Linked DNA regions of Mus musculus: regions 1 and 3 are each linked to region 2. The links are chromatin contacts, called in public Hi-C and promoter capture Hi-C maps. All regions are on one chromosome and are shown on one strand. The core of a region is the stretch at or near the end of the contact, and the rest is flanking DNA. Distances in the headings are between cores, read along the strand shown.

Evidence for each region. Promoter capture Hi-C pulls out the DNA fragments that hold promoters and counts their contacts. Hi-C and Micro-C count contacts between places; a contact is called where the count stands out from the background.
Region 1: a promoter capture Hi-C map of hippocampal neurons shows a contact between it and region 2, with 29 times the contacts expected there. The contact joins the enhancer-like site here to the promoter of Flrt3 in region 2. A contact is called at or near these places in 11 of 39 promoter capture datasets (the 3T3-L1 cell line, cranial neural crest, hippocampal neurons and 5 more), 1 of 484 Hi-C or Micro-C datasets (cerebellum), 2 of 115 datasets of contacts at active chromatin or transcription factors (embryonic forebrain and stem cell-derived neural progenitor cells) and 2 of 9 other capture datasets (embryonic stem cells and liver).
Region 3: a Hi-C map of cortical neurons shows a contact between it and region 2, with 2.7 times the contacts expected there. The contact joins the enhancer-like site here to the promoter of Flrt3 in region 2. A contact is called at or near these places in 9 of 39 promoter capture datasets (the 3T3-L1 cell line, 3T3-L1-derived adipocytes, cranial neural crest and 4 more), 4 of 484 Hi-C or Micro-C datasets (cerebral cortex, cortical neurons, forebrain and 1 more), 4 of 115 datasets of contacts at active chromatin or transcription factors (VIP interneurons, astrocytes, embryonic forebrain and 1 more) and 2 of 9 other capture datasets (adipose tissue and liver).

What each region holds. Positions count from the first base shown.
Region 1 is chr2:141,843,616-141,846,315 of GRCm38.p6, reverse strand. All of the region lies in intron 8 of Macrod2 (mono-ADP ribosylhydrolase 2), which reads right to left. Among named protein-coding and RNA genes, the nearest start is that of Gm25583, 200 kb to the right of the region's middle. Within about 2 kb of position 1,340, at least 16 of the 459 cell types and tissues checked have an H3K27ac peak or open chromatin away from gene starts, as enhancers often do. A contact at or near this core is called in cerebellum and hippocampal neurons, where this site is marked.
Region 2 is chr2:140,670,166-140,672,865 of GRCm38.p6, reverse strand. It overlaps Flrt3 (fibronectin leucine rich transmembrane protein 3), which reads left to right and starts at 1,390. Exons shown (of 3, transcript NM_178382.4): 1 at 1,390-1,620. All of the region lies in intron 3 of Macrod2 (mono-ADP ribosylhydrolase 2), which reads right to left.
Region 3 is chr2:141,739,201-141,741,900 of GRCm38.p6, reverse strand. All of the region lies in intron 7 of Macrod2 (mono-ADP ribosylhydrolase 2), which reads right to left. Among named protein-coding and RNA genes, the nearest start is that of Gm25583, 100 kb to the right of the region's middle. Within about 2 kb of position 1,325, at least 6 of the 459 cell types and tissues checked have an H3K27ac peak or open chromatin away from gene starts, as enhancers often do. A contact at or near this core is called in VIP interneurons and cortical neurons, where this site is marked.

The DNA of each region.
Region 1 (2,700 bases), core at 91-2,590, 1.2 Mb before region 2:
TGTATATTATCATGTATAATCTGGTTTCTCAAGCTCAGCTCTATTGGATTTTTAGGAGCATCTTATCTTTTGTGTTCTGTGTGATGTGAAAAGCATGATATCGCATGTGCACATGTATATATGTGTGTGTGTGTGTGTATATATATATATATATATATGGCATTTTTATTAGATATTTTCTTCATTTACATTTCAAATGCTATCCCCAAAGCCCCTTATGCCCTCCCCCCACCCAGCTCCTCAACCCACCCAGTCCTGCTTCCTGGTCCTGGCATTCCCCTGTACTGGGGCATATGATCTTTGCAATATCAAGGGCCTCTCCTCCCATTGATGGCCAACTAGGCCACCCTCTGCTACATATGCAACTAGAGACACAGCTCTGGGGGTTACTGGTTATTTCATATTGTTGTTCCTCCTATAGCGTTGCAGACCCCTTTAGCTCCTCGGGTACTTTCTCTAGCTCTTTCATTCGGGGCCCTGTGTTCCATCCAATAGATGGCTGTGAGCATCCACTTCTGTATTTGCCAGGACCCAGATTCTAGCTCCTTCTTAGTCTCTGGCTTCAATGGCCTCTGCTGACCTGCACCAAACTGTATGAACTCACAAACTCAACTCCATTACACCGGACTCATTGCACTGACTCCTGAGTGACTCAAAAAACTCAAGGGATCTGACTGAACCGACTCTACTGGTGCTGCTCTTAAATAGCTTCTCTTCCCCGCTTTCCTGGTGCCAGTCTCATGAAAAGTGGGCGTATCCTATCACTGATGCACTCTGTCAAATCTTTCTGATTTGTGGCTTTGCTGATGAAATTCAGAAATCTTAATGGTCACAGACCATCTTTGTGGGCTCACAGGGGAGATGATATAGAGAGGAATCTGGAAAGGGTTTGATGTGTGGTGGTGGTGAGAACAGATTTTCTTGGCTATTAAATAGTGAATGCACAAACCTCTCATTTTATTTTTAACTCATTTTCTCCATCAAGCCTCAACACTGATGCTTTGTAAAGCTGTAGGAGATGAAATTCCCTTTCAGAGAATTTATTTCCTACAATTGCATTACATTACTGAGCAGAACAGATAGTTGAATCCCATTAACTAAGCTCTGCCAATATTATTGTAGAAAAATGAGTGAGGAGCCATTTACTTGAATTATTCTCATTCACACTTAAGACACGTGGAAACCCAAACACTTAGAAATATTTACGGATGTCTAGTAGGTTCCTTTCATTTTTCTCTGGGAAACACAGGCAATTTTGCTGGTACAGTCCTTCACAGCTTGAAGCTGCAAGCTCAGAGGGGGTGGCAGGCAGAAGCTGAGAGAGTGAGCTTGCTTCCCTCTTGCTTAAAGTTTTTATTTAACATAATGCTTTGGCATTCTCCCATCACAACTGTTACCAAACGGTCATATCTCTCTGAGTTCTGATGTGTAGTAACAGACTTGCTTGCAAAATTGTGAAGCAAACCGGATGCCTGAACTGCAGCTATGAAAGGCTGATTGCTTTGAAATTATATATCTTCCCCTGATTAAATGGTGAGGGACTCTTATTTGCTACCTGGGATGTCACTTCACAGGGAAGCATAGAGTATTTCCCTTCGGAATCCAGATACCTGGACAGAAGAGGTAACTTAGTGGGACAGAATATCCCTAGCATGCATGAGGTCTTAACATTCTCTTCCCAGTATATCCAAAAATAAAACAATAAAAAGCCAATTCTGCCAAGCACAATTGCCATGCCAACTACCAGCTGGCAGAGCTTCTGTATTTCCAATGTGGTTCACTGATTTCTGAATATGCATTTATTTCTTTCCTGACCAAATAATGTTGGTAATACAGTTTTTACACCTTAATATAGCATTGATCTTAAGAATCAACACACCTCTTCGTAGGGAAATAATCAAAGCAGAACTTTTGCTGTTGCATAAAAACATATAGTCAGTCTTGGTTCTCTGCTCTGCCTCCTTCCTCTCTCCAGCTACACTGCAACTTAGGTTTTGAGAGGATTTGCTTCTGTTTCTTTGTTTGTTTGTTTGTTCGTTTGTTTGCACTGGGTAATAGAACTTAGGGACAGAACCTTGTACTCAACAGGCAAGCACTCTACTATTGGGCTACAGTCCCACATTCAGTAGTATGCATACACATACACAAACATACACACAGACGGGGTCTAGATATGCATATATATACAACAGATAGATTATAATATATAGATGATATAAGAGGAGCTGAGGAGATATAGATGGATTTAGATGATAGAGATAGGCAGAGACCATAGAATGATCACAGTATATGACCCCAGCATCTGATGACCCCGATAATAAAATATCACTAGAGATTGAAGAGACAGGTAAGTTGGTACAATGTTTGCTATGTATGCATGAGAACCTGAGTTAATGAAATTATCACCTACAGAAAAAGGCAGACTTGGTGGAGTCTGGTTGTCACTCCAGTGTTGGAGAGGAAAAAATATGGAACTGTTTGGAGCTTGATGATGTTTGAAACTTGCTTTTGTTGAAAAAAAGAAAAGATTTTCTGTTTTTAAATATAGAAACTTTATCATACATTATTCCATTATTTTATTAATCTAAACTCGGCTATTTTCACAAAAACTTGTCAGCATTGTCAGTTGGATGTGATGTTCACCTGTGCAAGGGATGATGAATAGAGACTTCTGTGTACTCTTGAACATCATACAAGAAG
Region 2 (2,700 bases), core at 141-2,640:
TCAAAAATCTACGGCCACCTCTCAGTTTAACCTGCACTACTGAAGACTTCTGAGAAATTGGCTTTTCAATAGATGTTAACATGCTAAAGTCCTACTTTCATTCAGTGGGCCATTCCTCAGAAGTCAGCAAGAGAGCAAGCATAGAACAATAGGTGTCGGAACATCTCTTATCGAGGGGTCACCTTCCACTCCTGAGAGCACCCATTCTCAGAGGGGAGTTCTAAAGGTCAAACAGCTGCCAAACTCAAGTTAGGAACCACGTGAAGCTAACGGAGAGAATAGCCATGTACTCCTAAGACAGACAACTAGCCTTCAGAGACAAACAGACCATTTCCTAGAAAGGATAAAGTCATGAGCTTGTTAGAATCAAGCAAAGAAAGAAGGGAAAGGAGATTGCTATTTGGGTAAATATAGAAACAAGATTCGTCACTTAAATTCACTTACTTAGGAGAAAACTTACAAGTCCAAATAACAGAAAACTGATGATAAAATTATACCTGGAAATTAAAGTCTTGGAATCCTGTTAATTAGGCAGAGAAATCTTAGTGTCTTGCAACTGTCACTATTTATTCATGTACGCAAATTAAAATGATTTAAACCTGGAAGAACCATTTCTAACAGATATTTTAAGATATTGATGACTGCAGCCATGCTCGTGGCAGCAAAAACCATAATAATAATAATAAAAAAGAATGTAGTTAGGCTCAACCCTTTTAATTTTAGGGAAGACTGATAAATATGAGTGATTGTATCTTCCTAGTTCTGAAGTAGAGGTATACCCTTATGCACACATGTAGGTGGTCTCTCTAGTAGTACATAAAACAGTCTTCATTATGTGAAAATGCATGTGGAAAAAAAAACCTTTCTACTTCCCAATAAGACTGCTTTCTTCAATATTTTTCACTGTTCTTCCATTTTCTCCCTTCTCCTAAGTAAATCACCATTTGACCCTGCTTTCTCATTTGCCAAATCAATATTAGTTGGGATTGCCATCCTCTGTTCTCCACAGTTACGATTTTAATGTAATAAAAATAATCTGACTTTTGTTAACTTATTTTTGGTACAGATGGCTTGAGCATCAGACACCTGTTTCTCTATTGTGATCTTATAAATATTCTCCTAGCGTGCTTGTGTTTTTCTGAGTGTGCTATCACTACCTTGCAGTAGTAAACTTTAGGGAGCGCGGAGATTCCAGAGTTGCTGCCTACAAACCAAATGGCATCTCAGCTTTGGCAAACTGAAAGGCTCATTTCGGCTTCTCTCACCCCCTCTAGCGTTGGCAAAGCTCATCTGTCTGATTATCCAGTTACCTCACTGAACAAGAGCTGGGCTAAGTCCTGCCCACCTATGACATCACCCCCTTCCTCAACCACTGCGAGGTGAAGCTTTAAACTTCAGACTTGGAGGTGGGCTGCGCGCAGTCAACTGGATGCTCTCGCGCGCAGTCCTCAGCGCAGGAGTGATCTGAAGCAGGACCGCTCAGGCTGCAGCTGCCGTGGCTTTGTGTGCACTGGATGCCGCGCTCCGGAGACGGGGGAGGGTTTTTACTTCAACTCACAGGCAATGGAATTACAGCTGTAGCAGCAGGGTATAAAGGATTGCTTTTTCCTCGTCTTCCTGGTAAGTGTTTTCCATGCTTTTTCTCATAATTGTCCCAGAAACTTCGCTTGCTCTTACTCTCTAGAAGGAAATGACTAGCTTGGTTCCATGAGGGATCCAAGTAGCCACGTTTGCTCTGTCAGCAGGACGGGTCAAAGATGTGCGTGCAAGCCAGCTCTAGGGAAAGTCTTACAAAATAGCCGAATGTTATAAGTTTCTTACAGACTTAAATCATTTTTAAAAATAATAAATAGCTCCTCTCTGTTTCAAGCAATTTCTATCCGCGCAGAGCTTCACGGAAAACTGCAGTTGGAAAGTTGAGTGTTTGAGATAGGAGAGGCAGATTTTTCTCGGCTACAAAAGCGAAAGGTCGCTAACTTGGTGTGTACTGTATGTGTGGTATGATCACCTATCGCTGTTTCTATAACTGTGAAAGAAATCAATAACCCCTCAGCCCATGAGTACGCAGTACATGAAAAGCATACATCTTGCTCGCCGCCAGCAAAGCTGCGCTGGGAGACTGGGATGCCTCTGTAGAGGATTAACAGCTACACCTAGATTTGAAAGCTTGCACTGCTTATCCGGCCCCAGCTCCTTCAGGCATTCCGGGCTCGGGAATCTCAACTAGTAAATCCAACTCAGAATCTCCGGGCCAAACCATATTCCCAGTCCAGGAGACTGTCAAAGCCTATCGCTTGGGCGAGTGTAGAATGTGACTAGCATAGTAACTGGGTAGTCCACTCAGAAAAACTAACAAAGCTCACCCTGGAAGCCGTGCTTGATGTATGCAGTGAGGGGAACAGGGGAGGGAAGCCTCATCAAATGGCAAAGGCAGAGTGTCCCTTCACTTGCAACACACAGTGAAAAATATTGTATTGATACAAATGCGTTAGACCACAAAGCTTCCAAAAGGTATTTAAGTGTATCTAATTAAAAAAAATGTTTTTCAGTAAATTATGTCTGAAACAAAATGGTTGCATAAAGGTAAAGAGTGCAACAGGCCCATCTTTTCTCAACATTGGGAGCGGGTTTATTACTTATTTAGAATGAAAAGGAGATGGAAAATGTTGGTGTTTTCCAAATTACAAAATCAAATGGTTT
Region 3 (2,700 bases), core at 76-2,575, 1.1 Mb before region 2:
AAGGTGAGTTTTTGACAAGTCACTGATTAATATTCTATTGTACTCTGGAAGCCAAGTCCTAAGTCTCTAGAGACTTATGTGGATTTCCAAGCTAGTTTCAGAGACTAGAAAAGTTTTAAATATGACTTTAAAAATTCATGAAAGCCAATGTTTTAATTATACTTCATCATACTTAGTTATCTGGGTGAGGTGAAATGGAAAATTTAGAGAAAACACGGCTGTTCCATTCTATGGTCTGATCAATGACAGCTTTCCTGGGAATTAAAACATTCTGCCACCTACTCAGAAGACCCAGGCTCTGAGTGTTGTGAAAGGCAGATGGCGGAGTTGTGAGTGCTATTGCCCACGGTTAGGAGAAGTAAGGTAAACTTGATTAGAAGAGAAGAGCTGCTATTGTTCTTGTCTGATGAGATTCAGCTAAATCGCATGTCCTGAGCAGTATAAGGGAACGTAGGAGAATGGCCTCTTGCACCTGCCATACAGCATCATGACATTTCCTCAAATACCTCAGTTGTCTCCTAAAAACTAAAAGCATTTCAAAATAGAGTTTCTCTATATCCTCTTCAGCTGTGTGGCTCTCTTTCTATCACTGTCTTTTACATTTAGTTATTCCTGATTGTTAAGGCTTGCTTTTTATGGTTTTCTATCATATAGTGTGATAGAAGCCGGGAACCTTGTTAAAATTATGTACAGCCTATAGAGGGTGTGAGAGGTTGATAATGCTCCTCCCAGAAGTCATGGGTTATCAGAAAAAGTGCCAAATGGGGGATACCCTCTTCCAGTAGTTGGTCAGAAGGAGTCAAATGTGCCCCTAAATTCACAGGATATTAACTGAACAACGCTTTTTCACCAGAACGTGTTGCAAGCCTATTACTGAAGATACCACACACTTGGTGCACTCACTGACCACGATGCTTCCTCCTGCTGGGTAGCTTTCATAATACTTGAAGGTGCTATGCAGGTTGATGAGGGAAGAAAAGTCATCAGCCGTCTTACCCAGCTGCTCATTACAGGTGCCAGGTACAATAACTATCAGTCTGACAATGTATGCCCACCCCTTCAATAGTGGCATAAATATTACAGAGTCAACAAGAGATTTCTAATTGTACATAATACCCATTCCAAAAAAAAGAAATTTATGCCTGGTACGGTTGATCTCATCATGGATCAGAGGCTGGGGAACCTACAGGTTCTTGGGGACATCTAACTGGGTGGGCTGCACACAGGCCTTAATGGATTAGCCAAGTCCACAGATGCCTAGCTAGCAGTGTTTGCCAGTGATGGTAGTGACAGGCAAGCCACAGTGTCCCCTTGTTCAGTCTAACGGGTGAGTTGAAAGATTTGGCTGTCAGACCAGCGTGAGGCCTCATTTTTCTTCCCTGCTGCATAGGGTGCCCCATGCCGCAGCCAACATTTGATTGTGATTAATTTGTCAGGGAGGGCTGTACAATGGAAATGGAGAAATGGATTGCCAATTATAGCTAGTCGCGCACACTGCCAGCAAACAAGTGCCTTTCTGCAGATCTGACAGCCCTGGGCACACTGGATTAGGCCTAGGAGGGAAAGAATCCATTCTTAAAGAGGAGGAAAAGATTGAAGGTGACTTGAGGTTTTGTTGGTTGCTGTTGATGATGATGATGATGATGATGATGATGATGATGTTGTTGTTGATTGTTGTTTTAGGTGATGTGGCTAATGTGGCAAGCTCCAAGGGAGAGAAGCCACTCTGAGTTTTGCTTTCAATTCTGTTGGTTCACAATGCATTGTCCTTTTGGATTAAGTCTGAGCAATATTAATGAAAGGTGTGAAAGATTTCTCTCCACAATTTATACCAAAAAGAGTCAAAGGAAAATGTACCTAGGATGCCTTCTGGCATGTTTGATCATGGTAATCATGGGCTAGTAGTAAATGACAGTAGCTACGCCATTGTTGTGCTCACACATGATTATCAAGGAACTGATAGTGGTCTGTAGAACTCTAAGAAATGTCCGCATGTCACAAATACCTAAGGTATGACTGCTTAAAAGGATCCAGGCCTAATTCATCCTTACACGGCACAATTTGCTTATTTGTGTGGGAAAAGTGGTAAGACAGATCGTTCCCGCACTAAAAATAGTTATTATTTTGTCAAGAATACAAAGTGAGAAAAATTATTCAATGGCAAAATTAAAAATGAAAATCAGTCCTTAAAACTTACCTACTTTTTACATTATTTCACAATTATCAGTACTAAAGAGATAAAAACCTAAGTTTTATTTGGAAAAGTAATGGAAAGCATTTATTTATGTATATATTTGAATTTATATTTAAATACTTAATATATTTTATAGGTACATATACATATATGTATACATATATAGCAAATATATATATATATTCATGATATATATAATTATTTATATATCAACTTCTGTGTACTTATAATATATTTATGTATGCATATATAAATGGTTTGTTATAAACATACACATTAAATATTTAAAATATAACTAGGTTGCTAGAAAATAATACACGAATTTTATAAATAATCTTGAAACGGGAAGGTTTTCCAACATTCTAAAACATAGAAAAAGGATTCAAACTTTTGATACATTTACAGACATAAATAAATTTATTTTCAATACACAAGAAACTTAGGAGTGTCTGCTTCTTAGAGACATACCGACAGTTTACAATGGGGAAAGATGTTTTCTTATATGT